4 separate regions of the Mus musculus genome follow, and all the other regions are linked to region 1. A link is a contact called in public HiChIP or PLAC-seq and promoter capture Hi-C data. All regions are on one chromosome and are shown on one strand. Each heading gives the region's core, a stretch centred on a gene start, on an enhancer-like site or on the middle of the called end of the contact. The rest is flanking DNA. Distances are from core to core; before and after follow the strand shown.

Evidence for each region. Promoter capture Hi-C pulls out the DNA fragments that hold promoters and counts their contacts. HiChIP or PLAC-seq counts read pairs in DNA pulled down with a chosen protein or histone mark.
Region 2: an HNF4G HiChIP or PLAC-seq map of pancreatic cancer cells shows a contact between it and region 1. The contact joins the promoter of Gpa33 here to the promoter of Mpzl1 in region 1. A contact is called at or near these places in 1 of 39 promoter capture datasets (pre-B cells), 1 of 484 Hi-C or Micro-C datasets (natural killer cells), 14 of 115 datasets of contacts at active chromatin or transcription factors (acute myeloid leukemia, bone marrow-derived macrophages, embryonic basal ganglia and 9 more) and 3 of 9 other capture datasets (embryonic stem cells, liver and macrophages).
Region 3: a promoter capture Hi-C map of pre-B cells shows a contact between it and region 1. The contact joins the promoter of Sft2d2 here to the promoter of Mpzl1 in region 1. A contact is called at or near these places in 7 of 39 promoter capture datasets (the C10 cell line, cranial neural crest, erythroid cells and 3 more), 4 of 484 Hi-C or Micro-C datasets (B cells, the G1E-ER4 cell line and uterus), 4 of 115 datasets of contacts at active chromatin or transcription factors (embryonic stem cells, extraembryonic endoderm stem cells and memory CD8 T cells) and 1 of 9 other capture datasets (liver).
Region 4: a contact with region 1 is called in a FOXA1 HiChIP or PLAC-seq map of pancreatic cancer cells. The contact joins the enhancer-like site here to the promoter of Mpzl1 in region 1. A contact is called at or near these places in 2 of 39 promoter capture datasets (cranial neural crest and maxillary cranial neural crest), 1 of 484 Hi-C or Micro-C datasets (CD8 T cells) and 5 of 115 datasets of contacts at active chromatin or transcription factors (the SCID.adh cell line, embryonic limb bud, embryonic stem cells and 2 more).

What each region holds. Positions count from the first base shown.
Region 1 is chr1:165,633,169-165,635,864 of GRCm38.p6, forward strand. It overlaps Mpzl1 (myelin protein zero-like 1), which reads right to left and starts at 1,373. Exons shown (of 6, transcript NM_001083897.1): 1 at 1,135-1,373. The coding sequence starts at 1,225.
Region 2 is chr1:166,128,866-166,131,561 of GRCm38.p6, forward strand. It overlaps Gpa33 (glycoprotein A33 (transmembrane)), which reads left to right and starts at 1,356. Exons shown (of 7, transcript NM_021610.2): 1 at 1,356-1,739. The coding sequence starts at 1,697.
Region 3 is chr1:165,193,121-165,195,816 of GRCm38.p6, forward strand. It overlaps Sft2d2 (SFT2 domain containing 2), which reads right to left and starts at 1,313. Exons shown (of 8, transcript NM_145512.4): 1 at 1,120-1,313. The coding sequence starts at 1,182.
Region 4 is chr1:166,042,634-166,045,329 of GRCm38.p6, forward strand. It overlaps the pseudogene Gm7626. Among named protein-coding and RNA genes, the nearest start is that of Gm33224, 5.1 kb to the right of the region's middle. Within about 2 kb of position 1,303, at least 82 of the 459 cell types and tissues checked have an H3K27ac peak or open chromatin away from gene starts, as enhancers often do. A contact at or near this core is called in CD8 T cells, the SCID.adh cell line, memory CD8 T cells and 1 more, where this site is marked.

The sequences.
Region 1 (2,696 bases), core at 123-2,622:
CAAAAACAAAACAGATCCCATCTGATACATAAAAAAAAAAAAAAAAAAAAAGAATCTTGTCCATTTTCACCTCCAAGCTATTAACTAGGAGCTTAAATGAAAGCTGGAAATCCAACAGAATCTCACCTATACTCCTGGTTCGAGAGACTACTACATTAAGAACTTTTGCACGAAAGAAAGTACTGAGTAATGGATTTTGAACAAATTACATTTTACACAACAAAAGAATGAGTGGGAGGAACCCCCTCCGTGTTTTCTTAGGAGTTCGACCTCTCGGTAACCACTACTTAGCTGAATTCTGAGACAGAAACAAGTACTTTACTTTGAACAACACACAAAAAAAGTCCTGGGGCAGACACTACTTCAGACGCCCCATAAAACAACTCGTCCAAGACGTCATATAAACCGAGCCGGAGCCTTTATCAAAAACTTAAGCCTGGTTTATTTGGTAAGGGCCTGAGAGGGGGGCTTTTAAAATCAAAGTAAAAGCATGCTTTGTAAATGTTCGTCTTGTCAAACTATCTTGCCCATGTTTACCATTAATACGAATTCGACCGAATTCTTTCAAGCCTTTGCATTCTAGGCTAGAAGTAACGTAAATTTCGCCTCTGTGATTTACAGACCCCAGAGATGAAATAAATGAGAGTCTGAGTTTTCAATCATAGAGCCTTAAGAATTGATCTGAGCGCATTCGAAATAGATCTTACCAGGTAAAGGAAAAACACTGGTTTAAACAAGGAAATAAACCAACAAAGGCCCACAGGTGAAAAATCCTGCAATCTTCCGCCATCTCCCAAAGGTGGAGAACATCAATTCCAGAGTCGGACTCCCGGGAGGTCCTGGGCAACTCAGAATCGCCAGGAGGCGACCGCAGGGGACTGGGCGTGAGTGGGCTCCTGGGACTGTCCCCAGGGAGCTGCAAGGTAGGGAGCTCCCTCACCCCTCCCCGCCCCACCCCCCTCGCCCTCTACGCAAAGGGATCCAAAGAAAGAGGTTCCTCGGCTCCCGGCCGCGCTCCCCGGGCGGCGTGCCCAGGCCCCAGAGCTCGCAGGCCGCGCCCCCTCCCCTCCGAGGCGCCCCGAGCGCGCGCACGGCCGCGGAGCCCCCGCCCGACCCCGGCTCGGCATCACTCACACAGCCCGAGCATCGCGGCTAGCACCGACCACAGCCAGCGCCGGCGGGCCGGGGCCGCAATCAGTGCCACGGCTCCGACGGCCTCTGCCATCCTGCTCCCGCCGCTCCGTTCCGCCCGGCTTCCCGCTGCGGTCGGCTGGCTTGCCTTAGACCACACAGCTCTGTCCGGATCGCGGCTGCGAGCGCGAGGACACCTCCACGCCACCGCTCCCCGCTCCCGGCCCCAGTGGCCAACCGCCAGCCTTCTGCCCAGCTCCAGCCCCTGTGCCCGCCCCACTGCTCGCTCATTGGTCCTCCTGGCAACCTGGGAAAGAAGCCATTGGACAACTCGACTCCCTGTCAGCCCCCTCGGGCAAGGCCCCGCCCTCCGGGCCCCGCCCTTGGTGTGATCTGTGCAGCATGCCCGCGTACTGTGCCTCTGCAGCCGCATTACTTTGAGCCTGCCTGCGTGGCTGGTCGTGGGGCTGCCCTCCGGCCCACCGCCGCCAGAGGCTGCCCTCCTCTCTGAGGGGCCAGTCCCACAGTTCTCTTAATGTCCCTCCCCGCGGTCTCTTCCAAGTCCGGATATCATTTCCGACTAGGATCTGCTTGGTTACTCCTGGCCTCACTCACCTAAAGAAAAGCAATTAATTTAGGGACCGGGTGGGGGAGGGGAGGAGTGAAGTGAAGAGAGAGGTGAGGAAAGACTTCCATTCAGTGGTCGAGATAGAAAAAGACCCACCATCTCTTTGACCTTTGCCGAGTATCTGTCTTTGCCTGAACTGGATCATTTGCGTTGCAACATGAGAAGTCTCCATCTTGCCCTAACCTCTGAGCAGGCCCTTTTTTGGCTTTTCAGAGGACAGGAAAGGAATAGGAATTGGAACTCTTTCCCGCCACCTAGATAACCAGTGACTGCACTTACTGTTTGTTTAGCATATCAACGTCCCTCGGCCTATAGATGAAAAGTTAGGACGGAGGCGGTGCCTTACTTCAATTCTGAAAAGTGCCGGCTGCTACTAGTTACCCAGCAAACCCTAAAGAGAGGGAGGATTCTGAGAATGGTCTTCAAAGGGGGAAAAAGGAGGGACCAGACACAAAACAGATTAGAGTGAACGAAGAACGGGAAAATCCAAGTGAGAGTTTGGAGGAGGAAAACAAGTTTTAGGAACAAGACTATAATAGGCGGAGCGTAGTCCAGTAGACCAAAACGCGGCCTCTCCTTTCAGGATTTTGTCAAAAGCCAGTCTTAACAGTGTCCTTCCGATGTTTCCAGTGGCCTAGCCCCTTAACCTTGCAGTAGAGCAAGTTCCTAATTACTAGGCAATTGGAGAAAACCAAGAATGCATATCGCAGCTATTTTGCCTTCCGGTTAGCAGGTCCTGCCCATCGGTGGCACTTTACTTTCAAGGAGCACACATTGGAGTTTTAATAACCAAGAGTTTAGCAGGAAAGTAGAAAGGGCAAGCTGTGGAGGAGTCTGAGAAAGAAGGACTGTCTCAAGTTTGAGGCCAGCCAGCCTAGGCTGCATCAGGAGTTCTAAGGCAGCCTGTGCCACACAGTGTAGACTACCCTGTGAGACT
Region 2 (2,696 bases), core at 106-2,605, 500 kb after region 1:
TCTCAAGAAGGAGCAAGTTCTGAGCTGCGAAGCCAGGGAAGGCTTCGTGGGAGACATGATGTAGGAGCAGGCCTTTAAAGGATAAGCTGGATAAAATATAATGGGTATAATAGTGGGGAGGGGCTGCCGAGAGAGCACAGTGCACAGTCCTGCAGCAGGAAAGAACGAGCCGCAGCCGGCTAGATGTCTAAGTAGAGACAGAACAGAGGTTACACACCCTGGAAGATAACTCTTAAAAGGGAAGGGACGTTGAAGAGTGAATCCTAGCACACCTTACAGGACAATTTAAGGAGCAGATGGACGTCCGTTCATTTCTTAAGGGCTGCAGAGTCAGCAAGAGAGCCAGAGTAGAGACCCAGCATCAGGGGGTCTGTCCTGAGTAAGATAACCTGACGACAGTGTCCAGAAACTGGAAAATCATCATATACAGTAGGAGAAGGCTAAACTGTGACTAAGCAAAGTGTAACAGGTGAAAAGCAATAAGTTTGTAAGCCAACTAAACCTGGTAGTTAGAAAAGATCACTGTACACAGGGAATTTGTAATACAAGGCAACACCTGGGAAAGCATTTATAGTAATCACTTTATCAAAAGTGAGTTTCCCAAGAACACAAAGACACTCTAGAAACCAGGAAGCCCAAGACCAATAACTATGTAGAAATATGAACAAACTTGGAAAAGGTAACACGTGGTGTGATATTATTCATTACCTATTAAGCAGAACATAGTAGTGCTGTATGTATGAATGCAAAAAAACTCTAAGGTATTTTATTAAATAAAAATATTTAAATGACATAATATCATTTGTACATATTCTATAATGTAGAGTATCTATGGCAGAGCCTGATCAGATAGCTCTCCCGGAGAGCTATTTCCTATAGATATTCTTGGCTGTACTGAAACTGACTCTGCAGACCAGGCTGACCTCAAACTCACAGAGATCTGCCTGCCTCTGCCTCCTGAGTGCTGGGATGAAAGGTGTTTCGGTTCACCTCTTACATTTATTCGAAGGTAACAAACATCTCAGTTGTTTTGGGACTGTGAGGTTTCAGGGCTCCCAGGTTACAAGACTATGGTGTTAGAAACTGAGAGGAAGAACTAAGATACATTGTCATCTTGGTTTCTTGTGTATCTGCTACTTTCCCAAGCCGGGTACCAATTCTGAACACAGGAACTTCCTGTGTCCTCCGAGACCACATTTCTGTCCCAGTGTGGGAGTCAGAGAAGAGAGGAAGGGCAAAGAAAAAGACAATGCCGGGTCTTAATGTGCCTCAGCAAGTGTGGGCAACACCCTGCTTTTACTAGCTTTCACTTCTGAGCTCGCTCCCTTTTTATTACACAGCAACAACATCCCATCAGTTATGAGAGGTCCACACCTTCTGAGAAGCACAGGACTTTGCACTCCTGCTGAAGAGGGAGAAGGCAGGAAGATGGCTGGCTCCAGGAAGGAAGAAGACTCTTGTTGGGGCCTTTCATAGAGTAGGTGGAGCAGGGGCCTCACCCCATAGGTGAGCTCACCTGCCAGTCCGTTGACTGGGTGGGGCATGTGGGCCCAGTCTGGCCCAGGTGAGCTGGAGGAGAGTCACAGGGACTACAGGCTGAACCAGGCCAGAGGCCATAGCTTTAACCAGACAGCCCAGACCTGTCCAGTGCCCTGCCAGTTCCAGACTGGGCTTGTGTCGGGAAAGGAGCCAGACCATGTTGGGGAAGGCAGGATCTGTGGTGTGGATGTTCTGTGCAAGTGAGTACGCCCCTCTGCTGCCAGCTCTGGGGAATGGGTGGGGTGTGTGACCGACTGCTGAAGCAGAGGCAGTCCTAGTGTCCCTCACTTCCCCTGGTCCCAGCAGTGCTCTGTCCCACTGAGCAGAGCTATACATTCTACTGTTTGGTGGGGGCAGTTTGTAGGCCTGGTCCTAAATCAACACAGTCCTTGTCTCCGTTAGCTCCCAAACAACCCCCAGTCCATTGTTGAAATGAGAAACTCAAAGGGTTAGACACAGTATTTGAAATTAAGGATTGCTCTCAAAAACGCCAGGGTGTGGATCTAGATAGATTTACTGCCTAGGGCAGTGGTTCTCAACCTTTCTAATGTGCTGAGCCTTTAATATAGTTCTGCATGTTGTGGTGACCCCCTAACCTTAAAATTGTCATTGTTGTTTCATAACTGCAAATTTGCTACTGTTATGACTCGTAATGTAAATATCTGTGTTTTCTGACGATCTTAAAGGACCCTGTGGGGGGGGGGGGGTAAACCATTCCATCTCCCAAGGGGTGGCGACCCACAGGTTGAGAACCATTGATCTAGGTTTTGGTTTTGGTTTTCCAGTCTTTTTAAAATTAGAAAAAGACACGACCATAAACATGTTAGCACCTATGTCACCCACAGGAAACTTAAAGAGGAAAAAATTTCCTCGATATCCTGCATAGAGCCACAAGCTGGAAAGCAGGCTTCCACAGGCCGGTGCTCCCTGTGTTCCCTGCCTGGCAGAGAACCCCTCCTCCCACCTCTCAAAGCAGCATCAGATGGGTTTGCGGCGGAATAGAAACTAAGTGTTAAATAGCAAAGCAGTTGTGTGGAGAAGGGCAGGGTGCCTGAGGGTGTCTGCATACCGGGGGTCAGGAACGCTGAGAGGAGTTTAGTTCAGAGACCCTAGTTCAGTGTCTTTGTCCAGCAGCTTGCTTCCAGGATCTGGGAACC
Region 3 (2,696 bases), core at 63-2,562, 440 kb before region 1:
AAAAACACCTTGGAATTTATTATCTTAACAAGGTTTTCGAATGCTATCAGGCAGCCTCTGGGAGCCACAGCTGAGATTCCTCCACACTGCCCTAACTGCCTGCTTACCGCTTCCACTAATGCTTCTGAAAAGTACCTTAATTTGTTAATTTGTTCTGTTACTCTAAGAACTTATCAAACTGTTATCATGTTGGAACACTGAGTTTGCAGAAACCTGAATCTGTCCTGGGGCCATGGTCACTCGTATTTGGCTTCAAAATAATTTATTCTCTTTGAGATGCAGTTGTGTTTTGTTTTGTTTTTTTGCAAAGACAAAACTCAGAACAAAATCAACCACAGAAGTGAGCGCAGAATGTTGGGGAAACCACAAGAAAGTCAAGTAAACACTAAAGAGGAACTCCAATTTCCAAGGAAAAGGGGCTATTGCATCTCGTTCAACACCCTTCTTTCTCAGAAGGGGAAACCGGGGCTAAGGATACATCAAGTAAAACGTAATTCTGTCTTCAATCAAGAAAGGAAATGTAAACAAACTTCCAAAGCACCCAAAATATGACATTCTGAGTGGCTCTGGAGCACAGGACTTTTGTGGTCAAGTTTCAGAGCCATCAAAGCCCTACTAACAAAACAAACACACTGGCAGTCTCCGAGCGTGGTGAGAATCTATAGTTTAGAAAGTAGCCCTGGAGATTCGGAGACCTGGTAAGTCCCTGTTATCAGGCGTTCACGGAGTTTTACAATTACAAAGCAGAACGCATAAGGTCTGGCTCTCACACCCCACAACCTAAACTAGTCCGCGATCCGGCGGTGGATCCTTCCACGAAGGCCGCCGGCCTCGCCCAACTCCAAAGGGCTCTCTCTCCCTGGCCGGTCCGGCTGGGATGGGGCTCGGGGCCCGGATTCCAGGAGGCCCCGGGATCCACACTCCCACTCCACAGATTTCTGAGGTCTTGCTTCAGAGCCTCAAGCCCTTCGGAGGGAAGGTTGGAGAGGGTTCGGGAGCCACGCCTTCCACAAAGCTCGCGCTGCCACCTGTGGCTGTGTCCCGGCAGAGCTCGGCGCGGCGGGCCGGAGGACAGCAGGGCAGCTGTCCAAGAAATGCCAACTCCCCCGGTGCACGCACCTCGGACAGACCGCTGCGGTCCTCGGTGTCCTGGCCGCTCAGAACTTTCTTCAGCTTGTCCATGTCAGGGTCCCGACCGCCGCCTTTGGCGTTCGCTCCGCCTACCACTCTTCGGGGTGCGCAGCCGCCGCCCCTCCGCCCGCTGCCAACCACGGCGCGCCCCGCCCAGGCACCTGCCCACCTGCCCGCCCGGCATGCCCCGCGCCAGCCACGCCCCCTGAACGAGCTCCTTGGGGTCACCCGGGGCGGGGCCGAGAGAGTCGGGGTGAAGTCGGCCAGGCGATACCTAACCCGGAAGCTGGCTGCGCGCCCGGGCTTCACGGATTCGTTCCAGCGCCCAGCACCACCATGTGCCAGGGCCTGGAACAACGCAGGCCTTTCGCAAACTTACCCATGGATGCTGAAGTTAATCCGCTGGTGGTTGTACACCGCAGATCTATAAAAATATATATTTCCCACGTTAAGTAGAACAAATCAGTGTGCAACAGGCTGGAGCAGTACAACCCTGTGTATTCTTAAAAGCAGCAATTCCTACGTCATCCCTAGGGGAAATGGCTCGGGAGATATGACTTGGGCAACACCTGAACAGATGGCAAGTGGTGAGAAGAATCAATATTTTCGTGTTTGGTAAATGCTTTACTTCAATCAGTCTGCAGCACTACTGAGGCTATGAAGCAGAATCCATATGAAGTCATGGGCTCTTCCAGACAGGACAGAAATTTGCTCACCTTGCACACTGGTGGCCAGAGATATCTGGAACACCTATGTTAAGATTAAACTAGTTCAGAAAAGGCACTGAGACCAAGGTGTAGCTCAGTGAGAGAATGCTTGCCTAGCATATGCAAGGCTTTGGGTTCAGTTTCCACCACTGTCCCTGCTTCCCAAAAAAGGGAAAGGAGACCACAGAGGAACTTCAGAAACACCCCCTAGGTCACTTTACCTCCCACATATTTTCATGTGAGGTCTCCAGCGTCCTTCTTCACTTGTATAAAAACATAAAAACATAAGACCAGCTGCTGCTGCCTCTGCAGGGACTCCTCTTACCTGCCACATTTTCCAGTGAGTCCTTACACCTCTCTGTAAGACGTCAAACATCAGAGCACAGTGCAAAGGCTGTGTCCTGAAAGATCCACTCTAGCTCTGTCATTTGCCACTTAGGAGGCCTTGAGCTAGAAGCTCCTTAGCCTTTCTGGTCCCCAGCTGATTTCCTCTGTAGAGTGAGCACAATGGCTTCCAAACGTGACTGTGGAAAGCAAGCATGACTGTATAGACAGGTCTGGAGCAGAGGGGAATTTAAATAGCATTTAGTAGAAGCTGTCCTTGTTCTCTCCTAGCCTGATGGCTTTTCCAGCCACCTGTGGTGAGGTGATAGAACTGGCCCCCACAGGCTCATGTGTAAACACTTGGCCCATAGGGAATGGTACTACTAGGAGGTGTGGTCTTGTTGGAGTAGTTGTGGCCTTGTTAGAGGAAGTGTGTCACTGTGGGGGAAGGTCTCCTATGCTTTGACGGCTCCTATGCTCAAGCTCTGCCTACTGTGGTACATAGTCTCCTGCTGTCTTTAGATCAAGATGTAG
Region 4 (2,696 bases), core at 53-2,552, 410 kb after region 1:
TCTCCACCATGTGAAGAAAGCTAGAAAGAAAGAGAGCCCTCGACAGACGGCAGATCTACCAGCAATCTCTTCTTGGACCTCACAGCCTCTAGAACTGTGGAAGGAAAGTGTCCAGCCTAGGGTATTTTGTCATAGACACCCAAATACAGTGAGACGGTTTCTACTGAACTCTGTTCAGTATAGAATCTGTAGTGTAGGCACTAGAGCTGCCTTTCCTGGGCCCCTTAATCAATTCATTTTACCAAGTTCTGACCTCAAACTTATATCGAAAGGACATTTGCTGAGGTCTAGCCTATCAAATAAGACTTATTATGACCACTTCACCTGCTGGTTCATACTCAACCTTCAGGAGGCATTCAGGGCAGAGAACTCAGAGAAGTTCAAGGCACAGACTCTGGAGATGAGCTAGGTTCTGTCCTGGCCCTGACGTTAACTGGTTTCTATGAGTAAAGTGTCAGTATCCCCATACCTTCACCCCCAAAACGGCAGAAGATGGCAGTGTCTGCTCCTTAGACTGTATGGGAAGACTAGATAGAACAATGGACACACGTGCATGCAGTAGTCCTTGTTCCCCAACAAGACTTCATTCTACTAGAAGCCAATTGACCCTGAGCTTGGCACTGTGTTCCCTTTTTATTTCTTTTAGACAGCCAATTTTTTTTTTTTAATTGGGGGAATGGGTCTCTAGGGGCGGACCTGGGGCCCTCACTGCACAGCTCGCTCATTGGCACCATCTCCAGAATCCTGTGGCTTCATCACATCTGGAAGCTCTGGAGGGCTGAGAAGGGCTTGACGCGCGGAGCTTCGAAGGTGTCATCTGCTCGGAAGGCCAGGTCCACTGTGGCTGGCGCCTGTGGCCATGCTGTCTAACTAGTGAAGCCACACTCGGAGTTTTTCCATCATCAAGAAGCTGGTCGTCCTTGTAAAGTCGCTGCTCCTCTGGCGGCCGCTTGAGGATGCCCTCGAGGAGATGCGCTCCAGTTCCAACAGGGTGCTCTAGCTTCCTTAATGTTCTTAAAGATGGTGGTCTTGCGCGGGATCATAAGAAACACGTCCATCCCCGCGGCTGCTTCAGGCTCAATTAGCTAGCGCGGCTGCGCTCCGCCCCGCCCCTTCTGTGTTACTTTTATCATCAGTATTGTCCCACTCCAAGGTTTATACTCTCAACCTTACACTGTCAACTTAAGATACTGCACAGTGCAGCACTGATTAATCAGTAGCAGGGTGTTTCCTCCTCTGTGTCATCACTACACTCTGGGTTTAATGTCTCCCATCCCCCACCCAGTAACTGTGTCAGGCTTGTGGGATAGGTTTGTGACTTAGCAAGTGTTTACCTAGTACATAGCATGTCCAAGGCCCCAGCTTCATTCCCTGGCACAACAAAACAAAACAAAGGCAACTGTGGGCTCGTGAGTCAGCTCGCCATCAGCCACCAGCTGCTTCCTGCCTGTAGGATGCAGCTTTTGTCTCCCACATACTCTCAGCATAAAACCCTGGTCCAAGCACACACAAACCAAACGCCCACAGTTGAATGGTTCAGTGAGTGAATTAATGAAAATTATCACTGAAACAGCATCTCAACCTTGCTTCTTACAAATAAAATATAATTTAATCTCAAAACATTACATTTACTTCGTGTATATGTAAGGGGGTGGGGTGGGGGTGGGGAGATTACATACTCAGACCATGAGCAAGCTTGTGTGAGCCCCAGAGATCAGACGAAGGTCGTCTGCCTTGGTGGCAAACACTTCTACCCACTGAGCTATCTAGCTGGCACCTATATCATTTTTCAGTGACAGCATCCTTAATGTGGCCCTCCCCAGAAAAAAAGTCTTCATTTTTTAATCTACACTATTAATACTTCACATTTTTTAAAACGGTTTCTTTCAGGATCTTTTAGATTGATAGGAAATAACTGAAAGCACTGTTGAGTTTCCCTACGCCGGCCCAATTTCCCCTCTAGTTGACATTTTACATTTGCCACAATGAATGACCCAGTTCTAATACATTTTTATTAATAAAAGTCCACACTCTCCCCACGATCTCTTTGGGTTTCCTGTTTTCCCAGCGTAGCCTTTGCTGCCCCAGGTCCCTCCCTGTTCCAGCATGCTGTGTTTAGTTGCTACATCTCCTTGGCTTCTCTTGGTTGTGGTGGTTTCTCTCTAAGATCTGAAAAAGTCCCATTTGGGGGGCGTGGGGGGTTGTTCAGGTCAGCCTCCTCCATGACCCTAGCCAGCTGTCATTTTCCTGGAAGGGACTCTTGGATGCAGCTGAGGAAGGTTAAAGGGGGCACAGAATGGGCTGATGGACAGGCTTGAATGAAATTCATTGCTCTTGGCCTTCTAATGAGGTGCATGGCCAATGGCCTTGGGAGGATGCAGCCTCGGAAATACAGCAGAGTCTAACAATCTAGGAAACACAGCACAGTCTAAACCGTGACACACCAGGGACGGGCCATCTGCTTGGGCAGATTTTGGTGGCTTCTCTCAGTAGTCTTGTTAGGCCTGAGCAAGCCAGGGGCAGTGACCTCTCTTCTTGCCATTCACTGACTTTGCTTTCCTCTGGAACCAAATGCTTGCAATCCAGCGTCAGTCGATCCATCTCGTAGGTATACATCCAGGGGATCGAAACTCACACCCCATCATGCTCTCTGGCCACATCACATCAGAGGACGACCCACTGGCAGTGCAGGTGCC